Regions from separate parts of the Mustela erminea genome. Here region 2 is linked to region 1. Evidence: chromatin contacts called from public Hi-C data. All regions are on one chromosome and are shown on one strand. The core of a region is the stretch at or near the end of the contact, and the rest is flanking DNA. Distances in the headings are between cores, read along the strand shown. Region 1 holds the start of LOC116584797. Region 2 holds the start of NELFA (negative elongation factor A).

The links. A called contact is a pair of places that touch in the nucleus more often than the background predicts.
Region 2: a contact with region 1 is called in a Hi-C map of skeletal muscle, with 11 times the contacts expected there. The contact joins the promoter of NELFA here to the promoter of LOC116584797 in region 1. A contact is called at or near these places in 2 of 3 Hi-C or Micro-C datasets (skeletal muscle and spleen).

Annotation. Positions count from the first base shown.
Region 1 is chr2:98,086,774-98,089,542 of mMusErm1.Pri, forward strand. LOC116584797 reads left to right here and starts at 1,435. Exons shown (of 5, transcript XM_032333596.1): 1 at 1,435-1,805. The coding sequence starts at 1,572.
Region 2 is chr2:98,215,359-98,218,127 of mMusErm1.Pri, forward strand. NELFA (negative elongation factor A) reads right to left here and starts at 1,322. Exons shown (of 12, transcript XM_032333592.1): 1 at 911-1,322; 2 at 1-70. The coding sequence starts at 1,307.

The DNA of each region.
Region 1 (2,769 bases), core at 185-2,684:
GTGCCATGGTGAGGGACTGCCACAAGTACAGAGCTGGGTGGGCAAGGAGTACCTTGTGAATTTCCCTTCACTGGAGACTGTAGTCCTGCCTTTCCTGTTTTGTCACACCTGAAAACAGCTGCGTCATCTGTTTTGCCCATGTTAATTGTTGTTGACAGTGGGAGGGCCCATCTACTACAGGATTCTCTGTTCTAGCCTCAATCCAATTTGCTTTTTTTTTTTTTTAAGATTTTATTTATTTATTTGACAGACAGAGATCACAAGGAGGCAGAGAGGCAGGCAGAGAGAGAGGGGGAAGCAGGCTCCCTGCTGAACAGAGAGCCCAATGCGGGGCTCGATCCCAGGACCCTGAGATCATGACCTGAGCCGAAGGCAGAGGCTTTAACCCACTGAGCCACCCAGGCGCCCTCCAATTTGCTTTTTTAAAAAGACAAATGTCGGGACGTCTGGGTGGCTCAGTTGGTTAAGCAGCTGCCTTCGGCTCAGGTCATGATCCCAGCTTCCTGGGATCGAGTCCCACATCGGGCTCCTTGCTCCGCAGGGAGACTGCTTCTCCCTCTGACTCTGCCTTCCACTCTGTCTGCCTGTGCTTGCTCTCGCTCACTCTCTCTGACAAATAAATAAAATCTTTAAAAAAAAAAAAAGACAAATGTTTCCACATTTGTGGCAAAACTGGTGAGCTCTGAATCAAGCCTAGAATTTAGTGTTAATGGTCTGATGCTGGTTTCTTAGTTTTGACAAAGCTACCATGGAAATGTGAGCTGATGAGACTAGGGGAAACAGGTGGGCAACTGTTATCTGTGCATCTTTTCTGTAAATATAAACTTATTACAGAGACGCCTGGGTGGCTCAGTCGGTGAAGCGTCTGCGTTCAGCTCAGGTCATGATCCCAGGGTCCTGAGACTGAGTCCTGCATCAGGCTCTCTGCTCAGCGGGGAGCCTGCTTCTCCCTCTGCCTGCTGCTCCCCTTGCTTGTGCGCGCGCTCTCTCTCTGACAAATAAATAAACAAAATCTTTTAAAAAGTAAACTTATTACAATAAAAAAATAAAAGTCCATCTGGCTGGGGGCAGGAGTGAGGGAAAGAGAGGCCAGGTTCTGTGTCTGTGTGGCTGCCCACTAGGCTGGCTGTGAGTGGCTGCTTCTGCTGTCTCTAGTCAGTCCCCAACTCAGGCTGGGGAAGGTGGTCACTAGTCCAAAACAGAAGTGCCCCCAAAGAGTTCCCCAAGATTTTACCAGTTCTTACACCTAGTGGCAGGCCCAGAGCCTGCAAAGAACTTTCATTTTCTTCTCTTTGATGTTTTGGATGTGTGTGTGTGTGTGTGTGTTTTAAGATTTTATTTATTTGACACGCAAAGACAGCGAGAGAGGGAAGACAAGCTGGGGCAGTGGGAAAGGGAAAAGCAGGCCAGGGAGCCTGACATGGGGCTGGATTCCACGACCTTGGGATCATGACCTGAGCGGAAGGCAGACGCTTATCGATGGAGCCACCCAGGCACCCTAATATGTTTTGGGTTTTAATTTTCTGCAGTCTTCATAATTAGAAAAAGAAGCGCAACTTTAGCACAAAACAATGTTTCTTCAGCGAAAACCTGAGTGGGTGGGCAGCGCTGGCCAGGGCGCCCTGACTGGTGGTCCTCCACCTGGGGCAGTCCCCGCGGAGGAGGGCGGTGCAGGGGTGGGCGCGGCACGGCGAAGATCGCCCGTCTTCTCATCGCTGCCCTCGGTTCCCTCGGCGGAAGCCACGAGACTCACTGAGCGGGCGACACCCTGGCGGCGGAGGGTCAGAGTCAGGAAGAGGAGCCAGGTAGCGGGCCACTGGCGGGGCCGGGCGGGGGCGGGGCCTCGCGGCGCGTGGCCAATGGAGCGGGCGGGATTTGTGGGTCGGGGCCAGGACGGCGGGAGCTCTGCGTACCCCGCTGGGGCAGGTTTCTAACCTCCGCAGCCCGGGCGCCGCCTCCTTATCCCGCGGCCGGAACGTGCGAGCTTTCCTGCCCCGCTGAACCCGCGCCGCTCCGGTTCCGCCGCCCACGCGGCGACTGCCCGGGCCATCACCCGATGGGAGGGCAGCGGGGCAAATGGGACCATGTGCCCTTAGGGAAGCGGCCATTCCTAACTCCCAGCCACTCCTGCAGCCGGTACGGCACTACTGCCACACTGTGCACAAGGAAGCCTCACACCCTGCCCAAGGTCGTGCAGTTAGTAAGGGAGATGTGGGTTGTACTTTGTTCCCCAAAAGATACGTTCAAGGCCTAACTCCCCTAACTGTGAATGCGACCTATTTGGAAACAGGGTCTTTGCAGATGTAATCAAATTAAGAAGTCCTTAAGCGGACTTAGGACTGGCGTCCTTAGGAGAAGGGAAAATAGGGGCCCCTGGCTGGCTCAGTTGGTGGAACAAGCGACGCTTGCTCTCAAAATTGATTGAGCCCCACTTCAGGTGTAGAGATTACTTAAAAATAAAGTTTTTTTAAAAAGAAAGAAAGGGGGCGCCTGGGTGACTCAGTGAGTTAAAGCCTCTGCCTTGGCTCAGGTCATGATCCTAGGGTCCTGGGATGGAGCCCCACATGGGGCTCTCTGCTCAGCAGGGAGCCTGCTTCCTCCTCTCTCTCTGCCTGCCTCTTTGCCTACTTGAGATATCTGTCTGTCAAATAAATAATTAAAATCTTAAAAAAAAAAAAAAGAAAGAAAGAAGACAAAATAGGTGGACACAAAGGAAATGAGACCATGTGAGACAGAGCCTGGGAGTGCAGTGTTGCTGATAGGAACCCA
Region 2 (2,769 bases), core at 72-2,571, 130 kb after region 1:
ACCGCAGCCGCGTCCTCCGACAACCGCAGCGGCACTACGTTAGCCGGCGCCAGCTTCGGTGTTTTGAAACCTAGTTCACCTCGCGCGAAAACCGACACAGCGTGCCGTTTCGCAAAAACAAGACCAGTCTCACACTCACGCCCTTGAGCGACGTGGAGCACCCGTACGCGGGAAGAACCCTAAGATTTGTGAACAAGCGTCCTGAACGAGCGGCTGTTCGTGAGGTGCCCGGGACAGAACCCGGAGCCCGCCGCCCTCCGCGGCCCGGATCCCGGTTGCGGGGGGACCCCACGTCCTCCGGCGGCTTCCCAACCTCCCCTCCCAGCCGGTGGGCTCCAGCTCCTCCCCTCCAGCACCCCCGGGGCCGGGAGGCCGGGGCCTGTGGGGCCGGCGGTCGGGAGACAGGCCTGACCAGGGCGTGAGAGAGGGGGAGGCGTGAGGGTCGAGGAACGAGGGTCCCGCGGCCCGAATGAGGGTCCGTGGGCAGGGGGCGTGAGGGTCGGGGACGAGGGTCCCGGGGCGGGAACGAGGGTCCGTGAGCCAGGGGGGCGTGAGGGTCTGGCACGAGGGTCCCGGGGCGGGAACGAGGGTCCGTGGGCCAGGGGGCGGTGAAGGTCCGTGGGCAGGGGGGCTTGAGAGTCGGGCATGAGGGTCTCGGGGCGGGAATGACTGTGCGTGGGCAGGGGGGCGTGAGGGTAGGGGAGGGCGTGAGGGTCGGGGACGAGGGTCTCGAGGCGGGAATGAGGGTCCGTGGGAAGTGGGGCGTGAGGGTCGCGGGGTTCCGGGTGACCGTGAAGGTCCGGGGGAGGGCTGGAAGGGGTAAGAGGGAAAGTCGGAGAGAAGGGGGCAGGGCCCGGGTCTAGGGTCCCTGGAAAGGGCGGCCCCGCGTTCCCACCGCCGTTCGCCTCACCTCGTCCACGGTGCGGCGCGGGAGGTGCAGCGTCCCGAGCAGCAGCTTGAGCTTCACGGCCGAGGAGAGGCCGTGGAAGCAGAGACGGATGTTGTCGATGACCGCGGCGGTGAGCAGGGACGCGATGCTGGGCGGCGCCCACAGCTCGTCCGTGGCCCCCAGCTTGTTGTGCAGCCACAGGCCCGTGTCGCTCTCCCGCATGGACGCCATTTTGGGGGGAGAAAGCCGGGCGCCGCCGAGCCGGCATCTTATGAAGACACCTACGCGGCCGCGGCGAGGACCCCCAACATGGCGGCGCCCGCGGGGCGGCCGCGGTGACGTCTCCTGGGGGCGGGGCCTCGGCGAGGCGGTACGCGGCGGCGCCGAGGAGGGCTCGCGGGTCGCCGTAACGCAGCATGGCGGCGCCCGCGGCCTGCTCTTCGGCGGCTGGGTGAGATGACGTCAGGAGAGGGGCGTCGCGCGCCTGTGGCGGAAGGGCGCGTGGACGGGGGACGCGGCTTCGAGGCGGAGCGCGCTAGCGGGGTTGGCCCTTGCCGCGAGACGCCCGCCCGGTAGCCCGCGCTATCTGGTCCCGGTGCGGACCAGGCGTCCAATGTGGCCCGGAGGCGGGCTTCCAGGCAGGGTCCCAGGCGCACGGCCCAGGCCTCCTCGCCCCCCCTGCTGAAGGAGCACCCTGCGCGCTGGCCGTGCCGAAGGAAGGTCTCCAAGGGCCACAGGACGCGTAGGACGGTCCGCCGGGGGCTGCCCGGGGCGCTCGCATGCCCTCGGGTGAGGGGTGCCCTGTGCTCGCTGCCGTCCCAGAGGCCTGAGTGGGCTCTGCGGCCCAGAGGGAGTGGGCGGTGTACGGTAGTGAGGATGGTGCGCAGAGGCCGCTGGGCGGCGGGTGCTTGGCTGGACTCCGGTCCCCGGTGCCGCTGTGTTTGCTGGTGCCCGCAGCTGCCCGGGGAGAGGACGGAGTCGCTGTGCGGGCAGCCTGCCAGACTTGGACCTTCCCTTTGCAGATGCCCGGAGTGCGGGAGAATGAGCCCTGCCTTCCCGGCGGAGTGAGGGCGGTTTCCCCGTGCCAGGATTCCACTTTGGGAATGATCAAGGAAATCCCAGCACGGAGTCAAGATCCCTTTGCCTGCGGGGCTTACTCTCCGCCGTGGCCAACCCTCTGCTTCCTAATAGGCCCGCCACCTCGCCTGCTTCGGGAGGTTTCCGTGGACCAGGAGGTGCTCTGGTTATGGTCACAAACTGGGAGGAGTGGGTACTGGTCTACCATGGCCTGGCAGGACTGGGGCATCTGTCGGAGAAGGGGAGGTTGCAGGAGGTCGCAGGCTGTGAGCAGGAGCAAGGGCGACCTGCCTAGGGAGCACCTCCGTGCCTCAGGACGGTACCTCCTTCCCAGGTCCTCACCTCCCTGCCCCAACACATACTTGTGCCCCTCCCCCATCATCTCCAAGAGCGCCGGCGTCCAAATCGCCCCTTCGGACCTACTCCCTTCACACCCATAGGCTCCATCTTTCCAGTTCAAGACCACTATGGGGAGGAAGGGGGGATGCACCCACTGCCTCACCCTTCTGCACCTGGGCAGTGGAGAGGTCTGCAGTCCAGTCCCCTCAGATCAGATCTAGCTCACCTCTCTCCCCAGGCACCACCCCCAACCCACTCTGGTGTGTTCGGGATACCTACTGATTTATCATCGACAAAACTTAAATGTTGTGTATATATGTGCCTTCAATGGGCAGAGAGGATATTATGCCAGATCTTGTATCTATTCCCCTAGCATTAAACCCTTACACTGCTTCCAGAGACCCACCCTACAGACAACCCTCCTAGGAGTCCCTCCAAGACGATGTGCGAGGGTCTGGGAGCTG